Linked DNA regions of Zea mays: regions 2 and 3 are each linked to region 1. Evidence: chromatin contacts called from public Hi-C data. All regions are on one chromosome and are shown on one strand. Each heading gives the region's core, a stretch centred on a gene start, on an enhancer-like site or on the middle of the called end of the contact. The rest is flanking DNA. Distances are from core to core; before and after follow the strand shown. Region 1 holds the start of LOC100193715 (Putative receptor-like protein kinase family protein). Region 2 holds the start of LOC100191183. Region 3 holds the start of LOC100216589.

The links. A called contact is a pair of places that touch in the nucleus more often than the background predicts.
Region 2: a contact with region 1 is called in a Hi-C map of tassel, with 3 times the contacts expected there. The contact joins the promoter of LOC100191183 here to the promoter of LOC100193715 in region 1. A contact is called at or near these places in 10 of 25 Hi-C or Micro-C datasets (bundle sheath, ear, endosperm and 4 more) and 2 of 3 datasets of contacts at active chromatin or transcription factors (leaf and seedling).
Region 3: a Hi-C map of ear shows a contact between it and region 1, with 2.4 times the contacts expected there. The contact joins the promoter of LOC100216589 here to the promoter of LOC100193715 in region 1. A contact is called at or near these places in 3 of 25 Hi-C or Micro-C datasets (ear, leaf and tassel).

Annotation. Positions count from the first base shown.
Region 1 is chr9:110,109,542-110,113,363 of Zm-B73-REFERENCE-NAM-5.0, reverse strand. It overlaps LOC100193715 (Putative receptor-like protein kinase family protein), which reads right to left and starts at 1,967. Exons shown (of 3, transcript NM_001358871.1): 1 at 1,709-1,967; 2 at 1,287-1,506; 3 at 1-825. The coding sequence starts at 816.
Region 2 is chr9:109,953,428-109,956,912 of Zm-B73-REFERENCE-NAM-5.0, reverse strand. LOC100191183 reads left to right here and starts at 2,073. Exons shown (of 8, transcript NR_158553.1): 1 at 2,073-2,496; 2 at 2,594-2,772.
Region 3 is chr9:109,884,731-109,888,344 of Zm-B73-REFERENCE-NAM-5.0, reverse strand. LOC100216589 reads right to left here and starts at 2,178. Exons shown (of 7, transcript NM_001143004.1): 1 at 1,997-2,178; 2 at 1,828-1,918; 3 at 1,532-1,711; 4 at 1,205-1,396; 5 at 483-650; 6 at 221-375; 7 at 1-52. The coding sequence starts at 2,055.

The DNA.
Region 1 (3,822 bases), core at 718-3,217:
CAGCTGAGTAGCTCCACCTCCACCCTTCTTATAGTTGACACGCTTGCCATAATTAACCTGTTTGGTCACAGATGGGTTCAACAAGTACTTTAGATCAGTCACCCAGGTCCTCGAGAGGGTATCATTGTCAGGAGTGACCTTCGGACCACCCATGTTAACCCGATATACTGTCTCCAGTGGCTGTGTAGACAAACCACTGTACTGCTGGACAGGGTTGACCATTTGTGCATCATCGGTGATGAGATCATCTGGGACAGAGACCACCTCAATTGCGTTGACAAATGCAATTCCATTTGACGGCTTGAAGGAAATCACGAGCGTGTCGCGGGTGATATTCAGTGAGTATTCCTTGAACAAGGGTGCGGTCTTGTCTGGTTGCTGGAAGTCACTAAGCAGGAGAACATCTTGGGTGGACACAGTAAATTTGGCAAGTGAAAGATCATAGCTCTGGTAGGTGAAGGGGAAGAAGTAAAACCGGACGAAATGCCGGCCCTGCTTCTGGATAGGGAAAGTGTAGGATGATGGCCCGGTGAAGATCCGGGCAGTCTGGTACAGCGCCGAGTTATCAAAAGAGGCCACCCCGTTTGCTGAGGTGCCCGCAAGTATATCCTGGGAGGTGGACACCTTCACCGGAGATGCGCCATCCGCTGTGAAGGTCCTCTGGCCAACCATTGTGCTCTTGGAGGACCCACAGTCAACAAGGTAGCTGTCCGCAGGCGTGAACTGCGCTTTGCAGATGTAGAAGGATGACAAGATGCAAAGCACGATGAAGGTTGTTGCGGCTTGCCGCTTCTTCCTCCCCAAAGTAGCCATCATGATGTTGACCTGAGTAAAAAGTATGTTCACAATTTTCAGATCGCATGCATGCAAAACTGAAATCCCATCTCGAGAAAAAGGGAAGCAAAACAATCGGTAATAGGCAAGAACAAGAATATGCTGCTCATCACTTGTGGGCATTGAACTCGAACTGAATCCCCCAAAACTTCTGGAAAACGAACCGCATCGGCAGCTTGGCTAGATCGATCTTGCCTAGCGCATATGGCAGAAAACGAAGAAGCTAGAAGAGGTACGGTGGAGATTAAGAGCTAGCAGCGCAGCACTCTCCGCGCTTCCGCGGCACGGTCGGACCCAGCAAAAGACATTTTTTTTCCAAAAAAAATGAAGTTTGTAGGCAAAATACATCTATACTGGACTTGTAACCGCATGAGATCAGATCCGAACACAAAGAGTTTGGGTTCGGGAGCTCGGTTTCGCAAGACAGGAACGGAAGAGAAGGGGTGGGCTACCTGGGCGGGTGCTCGTCGCCGGCGAAGGTCCCGAAGATGGAGACCTGAGCACCTGGCGTAGGGCGGGGTCGGCCGCGCGGTCGTCGGCACCAGAGACAGAGAGAGAGAATGCCGGGGTGCGCGGAGGAGATCTCGGCTCGGAGGCAGGCGGCGCTGGGTAAGGGCACACTCAACAAGGTCACCTCAGCTCTCCGTAGGAGTCCCGAGTCCGCATCAGCATCTGAAGGAGAAACAAGCAGAGAGATTAAGAGCTAGCAGCGCGTCACCCTCCGCACTCCGCACTCCGCAGCAAACAAATCGAAAGGGAGACAGATTTGGATTTGATTGCTCACGGACCACGGCCACGGCAAAGTAAATGCCCCCAAGAACAAACGGAGCTCCTAGATCGAATCAACCGGCAGAAGGAAGCTAGGTTCACTCACCACCAAGGCACCAGCAGGAGAAGAAACGGATCCGAGGCCGGGCGGATCTCTCCGGCTGTGTCAGCTGTTCAGCACCAGGACGGCGGCCGAGAGCAGGAGCACGCTCCGTGGGGCAAGAATGCGGAGGCGGGAGTAGCAGGCACTGCCTTGATGCGTCTTGTCGACGGCGATGAAGTCGCCGATGATGCGGCGTCAGAAAAGGTGGCGCGGTTCGTGGGGAGAGGAGAGAGAAGGTGGGGAGAGGAGAGAGAACTCAGAGAATGAGAGAAGTGTGGACAGAGAAAGGGCGAGCGAGCGAGCGAGCAGAGTTTTGTACTACTAGGATCGCCTTGCTTTGTTTTACCGTTATAATAGTCCACCCCGCGTAATTAGGCTTTACACAAAATCAGGATTTTTTATTATAGTATATTTTTTAAATTTCCTAAGGTGGAGCTCCTCGGCTACATATACAAAACAGATTCAGATTTTTGTTTCCCTTATTACCTCTAAATTTTTCCCCTATATCACTTTTCCCTCCTATTTTTTTTATCTCCCGCAACAGTTCCCCCTAAATACTACCCTTATATCCCACTACCACTATAAAATATTATTTTCTATACCAACTATCAATTTTTTATCTACTAACAATTACTTGTGGACCCACAGCACAGTGTTTGGGGATGAACAGTGACACGCTATATCTGGGGGAGAGAGAAGAGGATCGGCGCGTAGGGGCGCCGTAGGAGACACCGCTGCGGCCATAAAGTGCCCCTACGCGCCACATGCAAGAGGAGGGGGCTACCAAGGGGGCAGCGTTGCGCATAGCCTTAGGACAAGCTAGGTAAGCTACAGCAGCGAATCCAAACACTCTTTAAAGCTTGTTTGGAATGGAAGTAAGAGAATTGAGGGGCTAGAATTTTCTAATATTTAAATTTAAATAGTAGAGAATTTTGACCCTCTTAATCCCTTCAATATCCTTGCTTACAAACAAGCCCTTAGTATTTAAATAGATATATTTCTCCCAAATAAGTATGATATATTTGGACAAATGGTTAAAATCCCTTTTTAGGTGCGGAGTAACTAAAAATTTAGATTGCCAATGTAATTTCCGACAAGAATTTTCTTATGTTTTTTCACAGGCTTAATAAAAAACACTACCTAATAAGTATTACATCCGTTCAATAATATTTATCGTTGGCTAGTTTATTTTTTTAACTAAAACGCAATAAATAAAAAAGAATAGAGAGAGTATATACCATTGTGTAGCAGGATAATTCCTGAAACTAACAAAATAAAAATGGCAGAGTCAAAACTGTTTTTTTTTTTGCCAGAAGCTGAAGTTATCAAGAGGTGGATTCTCTTCACTGTCTCTAAGAAACCCTAATACTGCCAAAGAGTCCTAAAACAATGAATTATCACAGCGACAAAGCTACCATTTCGCGCAAATCTTAGGTAATGAATCATGCAGTATAGAAGATAGACATTCCAACTCCCAAGAAGTAGTTAAAGTCTTCGGTTTCTTCCAGGGAAAAAAAAGAAAACTTCTTTTTTTTAAGAGCAGCCACAGTAGTATATATGCAAAATGCATTTCGTAGTACTCGAGATGTTCTATACAGGCTAGTTGAACTATTGTGGAACTAGTCTATCGCACTTAAATTTTGCACCTCTCAAAAAATCCGGTTGATGTAGCTACGTACGCAGTACGCTGACCTGTATCCACACATACCCATCCCATCCATCCAACCAGTAGTGTGTGTGCTGTACACGTCTCGCTGTGTTAATTTTTTTTTTGGATGTCGTCTGGTCAAAATCGTCTGTAGCGTTTTCTCTCAGAGTTTGGGCTGCAGTGTTCTTTAATGTTATTATATATATGTGATTGGGTGGGCACGAAAGTATATATTGACGTTCTGGAAAGGCATCCTTTGACAATAACCACGTTATTCAAACGTGCTTTATTTTTTGTCAGCGTTGAAACTGAAATCCTCAAATTGATAGACAACTTGGATTAAAAACGAAAGAAAAAACCATTCAACGTGCATTTGTTTTTTTCCTGCCTTTTTTTTTTAAAAAAAATCTGGCTGGTTGTTGTCTTAAGTATTCCGTCGGTACGGCCGTTTCCGTTGGTTGGAACAACA
Region 2 (3,485 bases), core at 824-3,323, 160 kb after region 1:
GGGACCCGATGTCGCGGTCCGCTAGAAGGTAAAACTAGATCGCTTCCGCCCGTGCAGACGTGCACCATGTACGCGTGCTCACGTACTCGGTGAAGCGAAACACCCACAAACATTTCTATGAGCCGCAGCTATAGGTGCCCAAACGGGCGGCCCGGCACGGGCCCGTTAGGCACGACAGTTAAACGGGCCGTGCCCGGTCGGCCCGCGTGCCGCAGATGCGGCCCAGGCACGGCACGCCGGCCTGATAGCCGTACCGGGCCGGCCCGTTTAATTTGCCCACGTTGTCCATTTAATCAGAAAAACTGCAAAAAAACTGTGCACAGTGGGGTTTTGAACCAGGACCTCCCTCTTCTAAGAGGAAAGCACTATATGTAAAAGGCTAACCAGTAGAACTCTAGTGCATTTGTCGTAAATAGAAAATATAAAGTCTAAATATATATATACTATGTTTTATAAAATAAAAAAAATATAATCGTGCCGGGCCGGGCCGGCACTGCGGGCCGAGACAGCGGCCCAAGCACGGCACGACTGTCGTGTCGGGTCCGACCCGGCACTATTAAACGGGTCATGCTTCGGGCCGGCCCGTCAAGCACGTCCCATTTGGCCATCTATAGCCGCAGCCGCCTTTGCTTAACCATAGGGCCCATCTTGCTCTTTGGACGGCTGCAACTCCGACTTATTATGCCCCTATTTGTTTCAGCTTTTTGAAGCTTCTGACCATCAAAAGCTGATGCGGACTGCTAAACGCTCAGCTTTTCAGTCAGTTTCTATAAAATTCGTTTGGTTAAAACCATTCAAAATCAACATAAACACATAATCAGTTGAGTCGTTGCAATTGTAGTAATCTGTCACTTTCTACATCCTGAATCTTATGGACACCTTTATCTTCCTCCGCACGTAATCCTAATGATACTCAGATTCTCTACACAGTCAGATTCTCCCCACAGCCAGATTCTCAGAAAAGTTAGTCAGAAAAAAGCTGAACCAAACAAGCCCTATGAAGCCTTGCCAAATGGTTAAGAAGCTTTTTAAGGGCTAGAGCCGTTTTAATGTTGTGAGTCAAAGCAAAAAAAACTCAATTTCTATTAGTTTCTTCTATATTTTTCTTTTACACCATACGAAAGAAACACGGGATATATTGTTTTACTAAATGAACTGTAAAACGTCTCGGTCTCTTTCAGAGAATCCGGAGCCAAAAGAAACAGAGTTAAGTTATTTTTAGGTGAATCATAGCCCTGACAAAGAGACCATAGTTTTGAATTTTAGCACTCAAATCTCAAGAGATTTTTAGGTAGTTGATAGCTCAGACCGAGGGCATATACAACCCACATATTTAACTTAAATCTTGAAGGGTATTTAATGAGGTAAATGCAAAATACACAAGAGACGTATCTTGACGAAGGAACGTCTCTAGTACGATTCTCTAATTCTAAGATACACATACGGTTCTACCCATATAACCCACACAAATGAGTTGTATCTTGATGAGTTGTATTGAATAAAATACAAGACTTACATACATTGGGTTGTATGAACGCGTTTTTTAGGTGTATCTAATGCTTGGAGAACATAATATATAGGTTGTACACTGCCGTGATGGAACTGCCCTGGGGTGTCTAGCTATGCTTTTGTGAGGATTTTTATACCCGATCATTATATTAAATGACCCTGATCTTTGAAGTGGATTCACTTTATTAAGACGTTGCATTATTCATGGAGATAATATAATTGACTTCTTAGATCTAAATATATCTCATAAATAATTTAACTAATTGTTATTAACTAAATAACTAACAACTATGTCACTAGTTAGATCAAACTATGTTATTAACTGATCAACTAACTATTATTTCGTTAGTTAGATCAAAGTATATACTAGTATGAGCTATAAGCTATCAACTGGCACCTAATGTATCCAAATAGCCGGAAAGCCCATCCAATAACCTATAGGCATTAGCAAATTGTTTTGTGGCCCAATTGCAATCTCACACACCTCACTCTGTGCAAAATTTTCCACCCATGGCGCCCGCCGCGAACTGCAGCGTCATCGTCCTCGCTAAACTGATATTCCGCGCGTGTGTGCTTGCAGGCACTGGCAGCCAGGAGGTATCGGCGACGAGATACTGCAGCGCGCGTCCATCGCCTCGTCCCCTCCACGCTCCGATCCCTTCGCCTCCTCCGCGCCTCCCTCCCCGTCCCCCTCCTTACCCCCAAACCCTCGGCGCAAGTCTCGCTTCCGCGACGCCCCTACCCCCGATTCTCCACTCGGTCGCGCCACATACACCTCCACCTCGCCCATCTCCGCCACGCATTCTCGCCACCGCCGCCACGCCTCCGCTTCCTCCGCCCCCGCTTTCGCGGCCGATGGATCCGGTGACGGTGTCGCCCGCCTCAACTCCTTCCTCCGTCGACAGCGTGCCATGGTCGCTGACCTAGCGGCAGGGGACCGCCCTGCGTCGAGGTCCACCAAGCTCGTGCTCTCCGACCCCTCCAAAAGTAAGTTTCTTCTGAGCTTCTGGTACCATTTTTGAAATTTTGAACTGAATCTGAGTTGTGTCGTCATTTATTGTATCTTTGTTTGGAACTTTGGAAGGTCTGAGCTCGATTGTGGCGGCAATATGCTACGCGTGGATGCTTCCCAGCAAGGGTGATGGCCAGGCAACGGTGCCGGTGGTGAACATGAGCCGGAGCAGGATGGCTAGGTGCAGGCAGGCGGCTTGGCTCCTGTATCACGTCGGGGTCGACGCCTCAGCGCTGCTCTTCGCCGACGAGGTGCATCACGTGACCTTACTGTGCCTCTTCATGACGTGAATGGTACTATGTGTTTGGTTGGATACAAGGAGGTATAAAAGGAGGCGGTCATATTTTATACAGTGTTTGGATAAGAGCCACTCGGGGATAAGGTATAAGTTGAACACCAGAGCAATTTTTTGTGGCGTCATGATCTTAAAAAAATTAAGAGGACGGTGTCGCTCCGGCCTTATCCTACTTTGACCTCAAACCAAACACATCCGTAATTGCTGGGGTTCAGTATGAAATTAGTTTCGGATAGATTCAACAACTGTCTTGGTCCCAGAGGTCTTGAACATTTATTTGAGGCAGAGGCAACAGGGATGGGGTACATACAACAATGCATTTCAATCGTGTAGTGTGGGTTTCCTCATTTTTTTTGATTGGCATCATGTGGTTGTCCTTCTTAGTGATCATGACACCAACAGGTTTCGGAATTTCACATCTGTGCTTTTAGCATAATGCGCTTATATGTCGATAGAAAGGGAAGATGAATCCAAGCCGCAAGTGGGGGGACATATAAAGTAACTTATGCATAAGATATCATAAAGAGTTAAATAAGAGCGATGTGCATTAGCACCAGCAGCTAACTATATTTGCTTGTTTCCCTCCGTCTAGTTTTCAAATTTTCACATTTGTTTTGTATGGGCAGTGACATGCAAGATGTGTTATTGTCCAGTTTGCAAGGAACAATC
Region 3 (3,614 bases), core at 929-3,428, 230 kb after region 1:
TCCCAACAGCATGTTCATCCCAAGGTCGAAACCGTCAGTTAAGCCTCCTAGCCTGTTTGTCGGAATCAGATATCAGTTGGTGGTGTAAGTTGGATATTAAGACAAGCTGAAAATCCCAAAGGGCAAATCGAGTGCCGGATAATATTCATAGTTGATCAAAGTCGATTGTGTGTTTACACAGACGATGAGCAGCACAAGAAGAAAAACTATCTCAACATACCCATGAAGTTGTCTCCTTATGCGCTTCTCCATCTGCTTATCACGTTTAGTAACAGGAGCCCGAGTGAACAACTCCTCTTCCTGCTTCTCTTGCTCCTCTCTCTGTCTCATGTACCTCCCAAATTCCCTGCTTTCATCGCCCACTGTTTCCTTCCACTGCAAATTCCAGAACGATTATTTAACATGAAAATACACAGCACATACTGTACTCTGTATCCAAGATAGCCTGCTAAATAAATTTTCAGAGCAAAAGTTAAGCAAACCTCTTCAGGTCTATCTGCAGCATCATCAATTATCTCTTTAATATAAGGATTTTCTGTTGCCACTCGGGCTATCGCTTTATCTCTCCTTGAATCTTTTTTATGACGTTTCTCTTCATCATCCATGCTAGTAGGCATAAATTTTGGAGGACGGTAAACACCATCAGTGTCCTGAAATAAAGTGATTATACATCAGGACAGCAGAAGGTATAGATTGATATATGCCACATGAACTGGGAGACAAACCTCACTACTTCAGGAAATGGTGAGTTTGAATGACAGGTATTAATGAGAATTTTTGCATTTAGCACTTGTACAGAATATGCAAAATTCTAAAAGGAATACAAAAACAACATTTTAAATGGGACATGCACAACTCAAACACAATGCTAAAAGTGGATTCCAAAAGGGATATGAAGAATTAATGTCCGTATCAAATTCAGCAGTATACGGATGCCAACTAAAATTCTTGAAACGAGAAGGGATGTTGATTGATTGTTGGAAATGACAACTATAATACAAAGGACGTGCTGCAGTAGCAGGAAAGATGGGAAAATCTGTTCACGTGAATGACATTGCACTTATTGATATTTGTGCTAAACCAACTGATTTGTTCCAATATTGCAAGTGCAGACAAGTTATTAATTAATATAAAAGGAAGCATCTGGCATCTCTTTAGCAATGTAACAAGTGTATAGAATCATTAAGAAAGTGAAAAGCATCACCTGCCCATCAGGACCAGGCTTTGTGTCCATCATCTCTGGGTTTGGCCTATACATCAGGAGGTCTTCCTCATCCGAATGCCCGTCCTTCCCCTTCACCTCTGCATTTCCTGCCTTCTCTCGAGCAGTTGCATTGTCAGCGGCATTGGTGAGCTTCTGGATTTGGTACTCTGCCTTCTTGTCAATCGGACGAATCTACCACGCCAAATTCAACAGAAAGCGCGGTGACCTTGTCATTCGGACGAATCTACCAAACAGCCGCCGCAGCAGCAGTAGCTCTAGCAAACGGGGTAGGGAAATGAAGAATCGGCATCAGAAGCACAAGCAAACCTTCTCCAGAAACAGCCTAATCTCGACAAGGCTCCGTACAACGGGGTGGCCATCCACCGAGAGCCCCTTGGTCTTGCGGAGCAGGTAGTAGACGATGTCCTGGCAGTAGCCAAGAAGCATGTGGTTCTTCGCTTCTAGGTACCCGATCCCGTTGCCCGCCGGCAACTGGTTCGCCTTGACCTATCGACACGCGAGGAGAGCGAACCAGGGTTCATCCCACCATCGTACCCAATTGGAGGTTTAAGAAACTGGGAGAGGCGAAGGAAGCTTGGAGGGGGGAACCATGACTGGATTACCTTCCGGGTGATGGCCTCGACCTTGCCCCTGACGAGGTCCAGTCCGTCCTTCATCTCCTTGAGAGCGGCGAGCAGCCCCGGCACGTCGTCGCTGCAAACAACAAACGCCCAGGTCAAATTTTGCTTTGGGCGCTAAAGCTGGCGAGAGGCATCTAGAAGCTTTGCGTACCGTACGAGGAATTCGTCATTGCTCACGCTGTTAGCTTCGGCGGCGGATGCTGCCGCCATGGTAGCGAGCGACTTTGTTCGAGAAATAGGCGGTGCCTAGCGACACGGCTGCCTCACGGGAGGATCGACCGCGACGACGTAGCGCGTGGCGTGGGCTGGAGCAAGCTGCCGTGCCGACGGAGCGGTGACTCGTCCCGGAACGCGGTGGCGGAGGCCGCGCTGGGGTTTGGGGAGGGGAGAGAAGGAAACAAGATTGTCTGCAGTCGCACTCATCGACTCGTCTCTGCAGTCACACGATCAGTGCCATCCGCTGAAAATCCAATGGCCAGTGTGTTCCATACGTCTTCATCTCTTGACGACCTGGTTCTCACGGTCTAGATCCAGCCCAACAAGTAAAATACGGCCCAATCAGGTCTTGTTCGTTTTTGTCGGATTGCACCCGGAATCGTTCCAGTTAATCAAAATTTATATAAATTAGAGAAACAATCCGGTTAGAAATCGTTCCGACCCACCAATCCGATACAAACGAACAAGGCCTCAGGCTGTCTCCAACAGAGCCGGTAAAATATCCTCTACCCTAAATATAGCGTACATATATGTCATGTAAGCGTCCAGCAACAAACGCTAAATCATCCTCTATATTATAGCGACTCTCTCTCTCCCTCTATTTCTGGCGGACATACGACACTCGCTATGCACTGTTCAATCACGCACGCCAACTCCTTCCATTCTCTCCCGCGCTTGCTCGTTGTCGTCGTCGAAGTCGTTCGATGATGCTGAGCTCGACGGCCTCGCCGCCTTCCCCGTCCCTGCCCCTGCCCATGGAGCAGAAGATGTTAACCATCGCCAAGCTACGCGTCCGAGCCATGGGTAGTACAACGCATGCGGCGTGGTCGAGAGGGAGTAGACGAGGGATGATGGGAGGTCGGCGGCTGGGGACGACGTTGGCAAGGTGGACCTCATGATGCTTGTCGCCAATGGCGACGCCGAGCTCCTAGTGTTCGTGTTCCTCAACTACCTCGGCGTAGAAATCGCGGACGCTTGACTGGTACTCAAGGAAATGTTGAGCACTATAGTCTATAGACATGAACGATGTAATGTATTTTTTAAAAAAATGTCGGATAACCTTTTCCTTATAGAAACACGAGTAGTAATGTAGGATACAAAATGTAATTTTTTAATTAGTTCCTAATTCATTTTTGCTAGAAAGGATTTTTAAATCTGGCACACTGTAGATATAGAGGACTGAATTTAGGGAACATTGCTGGAGATGACGGAAATATAGAGGACAAAATCTTTTAGAGTGTGCTGTAAAGGACACAGAATATTCTTTTAGGGGATGAATTTTAGGGGACGTTGCTGGAGAAAGCCTCAAAATGCAAGCAGCAGGTCGTCCTGGGGTTCTACGCCATCATCACCTACGGGAATGGCAACGGGGACTCGATTTCGGATTCCCGCGGGGAATTTCTCCATTAGAGAATGGGGATAAGGAAGAAACTTCCACCGCGGAAATATAAACAGAGAAAATTTATCCCTCGACAGGTAAACGGGGATGAGTACGGGGAAGCATTCCTCGTCCCTGTTCTCCGCGGGGACCGTTAAACTTGCATATGACTGTT